Regions from separate parts of the Mus musculus genome. Here region 1 is linked to region 2. The links are chromatin contacts, called in public ChIA-PET maps. All regions are on one chromosome and are shown on one strand. Each heading gives the region's core, a stretch centred on a gene start, on an enhancer-like site or on the middle of the called end of the contact. The rest is flanking DNA. Distances are from core to core; before and after follow the strand shown. Region 1 overlaps Atp10a (ATPase, class V, type 10A). Region 2 has its middle 77 kb from the start of n-TEttc7.

Region 1 (5,535 bases), core at 2,103-4,602, 240 kb after region 2:
ATTTTTAGAGGACTTTGGGCTTGTTGACTGCTTATCATAGTGCCCCAGTGCCCCATATGATAGACCTTGTATGGGGTCTCAGGAGTGGTAGACTCAGAAACTTGTGCTACATTCTCTCTTGTGTGGCATGAGAAGGCTGTGTACATATACAAAGAGAATCCATGTGGACTCTGGAACATGTGAATGCCCTGTCTGTGGTATAAAGCCCTTGCACACAGTTCCTTGATCTTTGGTTGGAAGTCATGGTAATCATTTAGGGTGCTGCTAATCTCCTCTAGTCAGAATCCTAAAGCTGACCATTACTGTGTGGTGGACATCTATCTCTGGCCTTGATGTTTGTACTGGATAATTGGGTTTCATGGAATTAAACCTCTGCTTTGTGACTTGGGTATAGGGAGTGGAGGGTATTCTGTTCAGGTATGCAGAACTAAACTATCTGGAACTCAGTTGTAGCATCATTTTCTTTAAAAGGACATTCTGGTCCCTGAAGAGAACTTTCTTACAACCTTATTGTTCACAAACCAGATGGATATTTCCAGTTTCTAAGGCACATTGTGTACATACAAAAGAAATACAAATATTTGCACATGTTGTCATCTATTTTCAAAAACAATCCCAGACTCTGACAGACTTCATAGTACCATGTGATACAGCAGGCTCCATCTTTATTGTGTCCTTGCCCTCGTCTGGGAAATTAAAACTAGTTCTTTTCACCTTGTCGTAGACACAAAATGACTTCCCAAACTAGAAAGAATATAGTGCCAAAAGCAGTGTGCAATAGCTTGTTTGAAGAAACTGACTCCCGTCAAGCCAGTTTTACAACTCAGCATCTCTAGGGATCACAAGGAAATAGATACTTCACAGAGTCCCACTTACCTCAGACAGTGATGATGAAAGACAACTGGGTTTGGATCCATGACTCATGGTGTTGATCAGCAGCCATTTTCAGAGAAACTAGGTAGATGGCACCATCTCCAGTCTGGTACCCTCTGTTCCCTGGCACCCTTGCAGATTCTTGCAGACTGGTTTAATCCTGCTGAAAAGGACTAACTTTAATTGTCCATCTTGCCAGTTTGCCCTTAATAAGTTATGTCCATTTTTTAAATAAGTTTAGAAATGTCTTTATCTTTCTCTCATTTTGAACATACATTTTTAATGTAGAAAGTTATAGGATTCATCTTTCTTTTTTTTTTTTCATTAAGTTTTTTTTTTTTTTTTCAGTCTCCTTTTGCTTCATTGTTTGTTAGGAGGTTTGGTAATTGTCTTTCTCTCTCCCTCCTTGAACATCATTACTTATTTGTATGTTTACAATCTAGTTGTGGAATTTTCAGCAGTTTTGTGAGCCTGGGTCTAGCACCCCTCCCCTCCCCTACCCCTTCCCCACTTTGGAATTCATGGAACATTTTTAATTTGTGGCTGTAGTTTTTCATCATATTTGGAAATTTTTGAAAATTATTTCTTTAGCCCCAGCCTGGTTTCTGTTTACAACTGCATCAGCTTACTGTTCTTGCTCTTTTTGATTTTCATGTCACTCACGTTGCTTCCTCAGTTTCAGGATCTCTCTCTCTCTCTCTCTCTCTCCCCCCTCTGTTCTTATAATCGGTTAATCTGATTTATCTTTATAGATTTTTAAATCTACACAGTTAGTTCACATCCTTAAAAGTATTTTTAAAAATGCATTCTATGCATGTCTGAACGTGCTTGAATTTTTCTTCTGACATTTCAGACATGTGGACACATCAGCTGCCCAACACCCCTGTCAGGTCATTTCTACCATCTGTGACATTTCTGTATCTTTCTCTCATAGATTCTTACCCTCTGTAGTGTGTACAATTTCCTGCCTCTTTTTTTTTTTTTTTTTTTTTTTTTTTTGCATGCCTGCCTAACACCTTTTGGTTAGAGGCTCCCATGGTGCACTGTGCCTTACTGAATTGTGGTCATTTATGCTCCAGTATAGACAGATTCCTGAGTGGTTTTTAGATGAGCCTGGGTACATTCAGGGTGGTATGGCTGTAGACTCCCAAGGGGTTTTAGAATCAGCTAGCATACTCTGTTTGTTTCTCTGGAGGCCTCCTTTGCACTTTGCCTAGGTGGGATCCAAGCAGCCCTTTCTCCTGGGCTTACTTTTCCCAACGACTGAGATAGTATCTACCAGTTCACCTGTTGGCCTCTGAAATGTCTGATTTATCTCTCCTGGCTGGTGAGAACTAGAACTGTTGTGGAGATGCTCAACTCAGCATCTCTGACTCCTGCTCCTCTCTTTCCTCATTAAGACTTGGCCAAAGCTCCGGTGGAACCCTCTGAAGACCCCAAGAGGGTACTTTCTAGGGCTTCACTCTGCAACTTCTTGCTCCCTTGCTCCCTCTATACCCTAAGCTCTATGGTTGCTGAGTTTGAGACCAGGGTACTGCCATGCTCCTTGTCTTATTCCAGAAGACTACAGGAAAGGAAATGGGCTGACATGAAAATGACATGCTTTTGGCCTTACAGTAGAATCATTATCTATGTTTCTATCATTTAACGTGTAAAACACAAGTTAAAAATGTGTCACTTGTTTGTTGTAGGTGGGTAGATCATGGGCTGTAATGGCGTCTTTGTCAGAAGTGAGGTGTGGTCATTGCTGCAAAATAATTTATATGGAGTTGGGGCTCTTGACCACTTTTTAGAGTACTTGCAACATGCATGAACCCCTAGCTTCAGTCCCCAGCATCGCATAAAACCAAGGACATTGGTAGCACATACCAGTAATACCAGCACTCTGAAGTGGAAGTGGGTGTGTGTCTGCCAAGGTCATCTTCTGCTAGGAAGGAGTTGGAGTAGATCCTGTCAAAAATAAGAGAATTATACTTTGTTTTTTTTTTCTTAAAAAATATCCAGTTCAGAGGTTAATAATGTATTTGACTGCCAAGAGAAAATAATACTATAAATAGTGTGTTCCCATGAGTTGAAAGAAAAATAAAGGCAACCTGCTCCCCTCCTCCCCCCACAAAATCCAAACCAAAAACGGAGCAAAATGAGTATTTTTTTCCTCTGTACTTGAATCAGGTTGATTGTAGATAAATTAAGACTTAGATACTATCAGCAAAACATTCTTAGAGACTTAGGAACAAATGTAAAGTGTTCTAGGGGAAGGCTTGTGGGTGTGCTCACGGCGCCCTGCCTATCTTCCTCCGCTTTGAATGAAAAGAGAAATGTATTTATTTTTATAGTAATATTTCCTTAGAGTGATTGTTCAGCAGTAGAACACAGCACTGCATATTACAAAGCAGAAACAAACAGCTTTGTCCCGTGTACAGAGCACGATATGAAACTACAGAGGCTCTCTGTGGCAGGCAAGAAGCTTCGGGCCGGTTCCTGTTTCCTGCTTTGTTGTTTTGAGTGTGATGGATACCGTGGTCTTTGCCAGCCAATACTCAGAAACTAAGAGAGCAGTGAAAAAAAAAAAAGACATTAACCTGAAAAATGATTGTGGTTTTAACTCCTACCTTTCAGCTAGGAGCCAAGCCCAGCCCACAGTTTCCAGTTTTAATCTTAGGAAACATTCACTCTGCCGTGTGTGTGTGTGTGTGTGTGTGTGTACATATAAAGTATTTTATTGAATATTTTATTATTTCATATGATGTATTTTGATCAGATTCATTCCAACTCTTCCCCATTTCTTCTTCCTAATCCATCCAATCTCTCTATGCTATCCCCTCAACTTGCGGTCCTCTTTAAATAAGTCCATATTGCATTTATTTAAATCTGTGTGTGTGTGTGTGTGTGTGTGTGTGTAAGACTATCCATTGAGATTGATAAATAAATAAAACTATCTATGGAATGGAATAAAACCATTAGATAACCATAGCTCCCCAGCCAGGGGTGGGAACTCACAGAACCTGTTTTTATTTCATGCTAAAATGTTGACTGGCTTGATCTTTTGCAGGTCTTATGCAGGCAACCACTGATGCTGTGAATTAATGAGTATAGTGGTCTTATCATATCCAGAAGACACTTTCGTTCTGGTCCTCCCCAGACCCCGGCTCTTAACACTCTTTCTGCTTCCTCTTGCATGATGGTCTTTAAGTCTTAGAGATGAAAGTGTGATTGAGATTCACCAACTTGGCCAAGCTCTCCCCTGGCACTCTTCACTTAGAACAGTCCTAAGTTTCTGGGTTAACCACTATTGACAGCATCAACAAACTTTGCTGATGAAGTCTGAGAGTGCACGAATCTGTAGCTGGAGGGATATGATTCAGGGAACAGTTTAATACTAGGTCCATTTACCTAAATAATAGTAATAGGATCATCCCTGGACCTATGAGCTCTAAAAGCATGTGGTATTGGTCAGATTTTCAGTACTTAGGTATGTGTTTCCTTCTTGTGGTGTGGGCTTTAAATTTAATAAGGAAGAAGATTTAACCCCCAAAATGTACATTCCACTCTTCTATTTATTTATTTATTTATTTATTTATTTATTTATTTATTTATTTGGTTTTTCGAGACAGGGTTTCTCTGTGTAGTCTTGGCTGTCCTGGAACTCACTCTGTAGACCAGACTGGCCTCGAACTCTGAAATCCGCCTGCCTCTGCCTCCCAAGTGCTGGGATTAAACGTGTGCGCCACCATGCCCGGCTGCCACTCTTATACCCATAGATATAGCTTGCCATGCTGGTCATTATTAGAGTTCACAGAGTTCACAACTAGGTATGACTGTGAATGGATTTTCTTCCTAATTATGATTAGATCCGTTTCAGAGGGAATAGGTGTTGAATTAGGCTATGAGAGCAAGCGTTGACTGAGTCTGTAGCATCTCATTTGAGTCTGTGTATCTAACAGGGCTATAGCACTCACCCTGCCTACAACTTCTGGTAGCATGTCTGTTTTCCTCTGGCACTAGGGCATTCTGTTCTGTCTTAGTACTTACATTAATGAGGTCCAGCCTGGCTTGACGGGTGGGGCCATGGAAGCCTTAGGAGGCCAGGTGGGTTAGGCTGGGCTGTTGTGGGCATTGTTGGGATGCTGGTTCAAGCATAGCAGGCACTGATGGTGTCTTCCAGTCATCTCACAAAAGCTTTTAAAATCTCCTTTCTTGTAAGTTTTCACATTACTTTCTACCTATCATCCTGCCACAAACACTAAAAATAGCAGAAGTCCTAGGCCAGCCAGGGCTAGGTAGTGAGATTGGCTCTAAATAAGGAAATAAGTAAAAACAGTAGCATATGCACCATCTCCAAGGGATGCTTATTTTCTGCTGGGTCAGAGGGAGCTACTGTGAAAAACCTGAGGAGTCACTGAAGTGTGGAGTCTCCATACTGGCGGGTCCTAGAGCTCTCTCAGCATGCCTCATGATGCTCCCTTATATCTTTCCTTGGTCTTTACCTCAGAGTTCTTTCTTAGTTCCATCATCTCCTTGTTTCCAGCTGTGTGTTTTGCTGTGAGGAATTCTTTATTCTTGGTGGCAAGTTCCAGTCTGTAAGAAAAGATTGCTTCTGTCTCAGAGGTTCCTGTATGTTTTACAGGCTATGATACCCTATAATGTCCCCATTCCACCTAG
Region 2 (4,865 bases), core at 743-3,242:
AATAAATGTGATATAAATAGTGCCTTTGATAAAAAATTAATTGAACCCTGTTTCACAGCATGCATGCACACACACAAGAAAATTAAAGGTCGTGGGTAGGTGGATTAAAGACCAAGTAAATCTAAACATAAGTGTATGAACAAGAAAAAAATCATTTTTTAATGCTAGATGTCACATAGAAGACAGGGATTGATGTGTTGCCCAGTACTCAATATTGAGAAAGAAGAGAGGAAAGGGGAGGAGAGAAAGGGCGAAGGAAGGAGAATTAGGAGGAAAAGAATAGGGAGAGCAAGAGAGGGGAAGGGATAAGAGATAGAGTGATATGGGGAGTCAGAGGAGAAGGGAGGACAAGAGAAGACAGCAGTTCTTTATTTGAAAGAAAGAAGATGCCAGAGCAGACCAAACATCCACCCCAAAAGTTGAACATATGAATATATTATAATAATTAATTAAAGGACTGTCACCCAAGAGGGGTAAACAAATTAATTATTCTGTTTGACAGCATAAGGGCAAAACTCAGGAATTAGCTGAGTAAAAAAAAAAAAAAAAATGAAGATATTATTGAGTTTATATTGGTTGGACATGCCAAGCTAGGCAATCTGGGTGGTGAATCATCAATTGAAGGTATAATTATATGCATGATAATCATAACAAAGCAAGGATTTGGTCTGGACAGGAAGCTCAGCAGTTAACAGCACTTGTTGCCTTTGCAGAGGAACAGGGTTTGGTTCTATCATAGTCAATGGTCGATTGCTGTGAAGAGACGCCATAAGCAAAACATTATAATGGGAAACATTTATTAGGGATTGCTTACATTTTTGGAGGATTATTCCATTATCTCCCTGGTAGGAAGCATGATGGCACACAGGCAGACATGGTGTGGAGAAGGAGCAGAGAGAATCTGGATCCACAGGCAACAGAAAGAGACAGTGACCCACTTAGGTTCTAAAGAACCTCAAAGCCCACCCCAAGTAACACACTTTCTCCCACAAGGCCATACCTTCTAATCTTTTCAACAGTCCCACCCCCATGACTAAGCATTCAAACCTGTGAGTCTATGGGGTCATTCTCATTTAAATCCCAAGGGGTTCCCAGCATCAGACATGGATGCCCACAGCTGTAAGTGTAACTCCAATTACAGGGTATCAGATACTCTTACATGTTTTTAAAAAAAAATAAAGAAAAGCAATGATGGAACAGAGAGAGGGTGAGTAATGGACAATAGCTTTCCACATTCAATAGCACACAGGATACTTGCAGTCAGCCACAGTCAAAGGAATGTTTCAGAACAGCTCATTGGAAGCACTTCAGTGTTACCACGTGGGGAAGTGGCAGGTATTCGAGGTGACAGAAATGCCAGTTATGGTGACCTGACTGTTCCACGATACACTTGTGTACACCACCACCACAGTGCATGTGTGATTACTGTATATCAAGTAAAAATCAAAATGAAAGTCAAAAGTAAAGAAACATACTAAAGCCTGCCGTATTCCCTATTATACTAGGGGGAGTAACCAGGATGAGGGGAGATTTTATGTTTTATATATTTTTATCTTAAATGAACTTGTGCACATATTTCAATATATATCAAGGATTTGCCCAAAACATCGATAAAATCTTCACCTCCCAAAACTGGTTTAGAAATGTCTCCTCGTAAATAAACAGGGAACCAAATAAACCATTGGAGGCTGACAAAATTTTTCACTGTTTAGAGGGAAATACTCATAATTTTTACAAAGAGATTCTGTAGAAAAAGCTATGTTCAGTTGGTGGTTGTAAACCAGAAGTATGACTCCAGCCCTGATGAGTTGCAACAAATGAGATAAGTGTGAAGACAAAGGGCCCAGCTGGCCGTAATCTCTGAGCAAGTATCTGAGGTTCTACTTGGAAAGTGAAATCAAAGTGGAGTTAATAGAACTTTTTCTATTGTTAGGCAATAGGCAACCCTAGACAGGATGTGATTTGACAGTTATACGGTTTGGGAGATGACTGTACAGCTAATTCTCTCTGAGAAACCCTTGTTCAGTTCACTAACAATAACACAGCAGAGACCTGAGGTGACATTAAGGAAATAAAAGTCAATGACTTCCTCCAAGCTAGAAAGACTGTGTTCCTCACAGAGTGTCCTGGTAGCAAGTGAGTCACACTGAAGAGTGTGAGCACACGGAGCCAGCGATGTTCACTTAACGTATTCTGGAGTTGAAAATGTGCCTAGTTGGTTATTCAGAAATTCCCTTGGGAGGAAAGTCATCAGGAGACCACACTCAGGTAAAACATTGCCTTTCTGTGTGCTAAGGAACAAAGAATGGATTGCAAGAATGCTCCAAACAAGATTATGAATGACAACAACATGCTCAGGATTCAAGAAAGATGTTGTCTTCATTAGGATTTCTATTGCTATGAAGAGGCACCATGACCACAAAAATTCTTATGATGAAAAACATTTCATTGGGGCTGGCTTTCAGTCTAAAGGTTATGTCCACCATTGTCATGGCAGGAAGCATGGTGGCATGCAGGCAGACATGGTGCTGGCCAGTTAACTGAGAATTCTACACCTGGATCCACAGGCAGCAGGAAAAGTCTGAACTTTTGAAACCTCAAAGCTTATGCCCAGTGACACACTTCTTCCATCAATGTCACAACGTACTGCAACAAGGCCAATTGTCCCAATCCTTTCAAGTAATGCCATTTACTATGAGCCAGTCGGGACCATTTTCATTCAAACAAGCACAGGTGTGTCTATTCCTAAGGGAGGCAAAGTTCTGTATGAACTCACCCTGGAAAGTTTTTGTTTTATTATGTTGCTAATATTTCAAGTTATCATTTAATAAATGTTAATTTTATCATTCTTAACCTCCTTATGCATTTATAACCTACAGGAAATTTTTTTAAAATTCTCTCACAAATTTTGTTTTGTTTTTTCAAGACAATGTAGACCAAGCTGTCCTTGAACTCATGGGTGATCCTCTTGCCTTTGTTTTCTGAATGCTGAGATTTCTGGTATGGATTAGCACCCCAAATCTAATCATACACACACACACACACACACACACACACACACACTCACACACACACACATCGCCGCTGCCATCATCGTTGTCTTCATGTCATCGTCGTCATCATCATCATTACTCTAAAATTAATCTCCATGCTTCTTACAATCCCTGTGCATCCTCTTGGCTTGCAGGAATTTAGTTATGGTTCTAAGCTACAGTCAAGTGAAATGTGCTCAGCTGTGTTCAGAGTAGCATGGCTTCTGCATTTTTGTGGGTTGGAGAACTGAACCACTGCCTCTAGAAGCCCTGTGTTAAAGGCTTGATCTCAAGACTTTGGGACTATTGGTAGGTAGTAGGAGGTGGGGCTTATAGATGGAGTACATTAGGACACTTGGTCTAAGGGCATGCCCCTGAAGCTGCCTGTAGGACTATGGTCTTTCTTCTCACTTTGCTTTCTAGCTACCATGTAGTTAGTACTTTCCTGACCATATGACACCACAATGATGCACTGACTCCTCACAGCCCCAAAAGAAATAGAGTAAGAAATAGAGTCAAAATAAGCATTTTCACTTTTTTCTTTTTCTTTTATTAGGTTTTTTTCATTTATATTTCCAATGCTATCCCAAAAGTCCGGCATATCCTCCCCCCACCCACTCCCCTACCCACACACTCCCACTTCTTGGCCCTGGCATTCCCTTGTACTGAGGCATATAAAGTTTGCATGACCAATGGGCCTCTCTTTCCACTGACTAGGCCATCTTCTGATACATACACAGCTAGAGACACGAGCTCCGGGGGGTAATGGTTAGTTCATATTGTTGTTCCACCTATAGGGTTGCAGATACCCCCAGCTCCTTGGTTACTTTCTCTAGCTCCTATATTGGGGGCCCTGTGATCCATCCAATAGCTGACTGTAAGCATCCACTTCTGTGTTTGCTAGGCCCCAGCATAGTCTCACAAGAGACAGCTATATCAGGGTCCTTTCAGCAAACTCTTGCTAGTGTATGCAATGGTGTCAGCGTTTGGAGGCTGATTATGGGATGGATCCCCCTATATGAGAGTCTCTAGATGGCCCATCCTTTTGTCTCAGCTCCAAACTTTGTCTCTGTCACTCCTTCCATGGTTGTTTTGTTCCCAATTCTAAGAAGGGGCAAATTGTCCACACTTTGGTCTTCATTCTTCTTGAGTTTCATGTGTTTTGCAAATTGTCTCTTATATCTTGGGTATTCTAAGTTTCTGGGCTAATATCCACTTATCAGTGAGGAACACTCCTCCATTGTTGGTGGGATTGCAAGCTTGTACAACCACTCTGGAAATCAGTCTGGTGGTTCCTCAGAACATTGGACATAGTACTACCGGAGCATCCCACAATACCTCTCCTGGGCATATATCCAGAAGATGTTCCAACTGGTAAGAAGGACACATGCTCCACTATGTTCATAGCAGCCTTATTTATAATAGCCAGAAGCTGGAAAGAACCCAGATGCCCCTCAACAGAGGAATGGATACAGAAAATGTGGTACGTTTATACAATAGAGTACTACTCAGCTATTAAAAAGGATGAATTTATGAAATTCCTAGGCAAATGGATGGACCTGGAGGGCATCATCCTGAGTGAGGTAGCCTTTTCACTTTTTAAGCTGATCATCTCAGGAATGTATTACAGTAACAAGAGGCTAACATTTGCTTCCTCATCTGATGAAGAGGGCTGTGAAAATAAGTACATGTAAACACAGAAACATAGATCAAAGTACATTTTCTTTATGCACAAACTCCAGGCTATCCCATGACAGCAGAATGAATTCAACTTAGAAGTGTAGAGGTCAGAAGTTCTTACATGCAGTGAGGTTTTTCATGCATACCGCATCT

The links. ChIA-PET counts read pairs in DNA pulled down with a chosen protein or histone mark.
Region 1: a contact with region 2 is called in an RNA polymerase II ChIA-PET map of memory CD8 T cells, with 19 read pairs. The contact joins two enhancer-like sites. A contact is called at or near these places in 1 of 484 Hi-C or Micro-C datasets (cerebral cortex) and 4 of 115 datasets of contacts at active chromatin or transcription factors (CD8 T cells, bone marrow-derived macrophages, effector CD8 T cells and 1 more).

What each region holds. Positions count from the first base shown.
Region 1 is chr7:58,708,644-58,714,178 of GRCm38.p6, forward strand. All of the region lies in intron 1 of Atp10a (ATPase, class V, type 10A), which reads left to right. It overlaps Gm39019 (a long non-coding RNA gene), which reads right to left. Exons shown (of 5, transcript XR_003946773.1): 3 at 2,743-2,823; 4 at 877-1,033. Among named protein-coding and RNA genes, the nearest start is that of Gm39019, 20 kb to the right of the region's middle. Within about 2 kb of position 3,353, at least 77 of the 459 cell types and tissues checked have an H3K27ac peak or open chromatin away from gene starts, as enhancers often do. A contact at or near this core is called in CD8 T cells, effector CD8 T cells and memory CD8 T cells, where this site is marked.
Region 2 is chr7:58,473,414-58,478,278 of GRCm38.p6, forward strand. No RefSeq gene overlaps it. Among named protein-coding and RNA genes, the nearest start is that of n-TEttc7, 77 kb to the left of the region's middle. Within about 2 kb of position 1,993, at least 24 of the 459 cell types and tissues checked have an H3K27ac peak or open chromatin away from gene starts, as enhancers often do. A contact at or near this core is called in CD8 T cells, effector CD8 T cells and memory CD8 T cells, where this site is marked.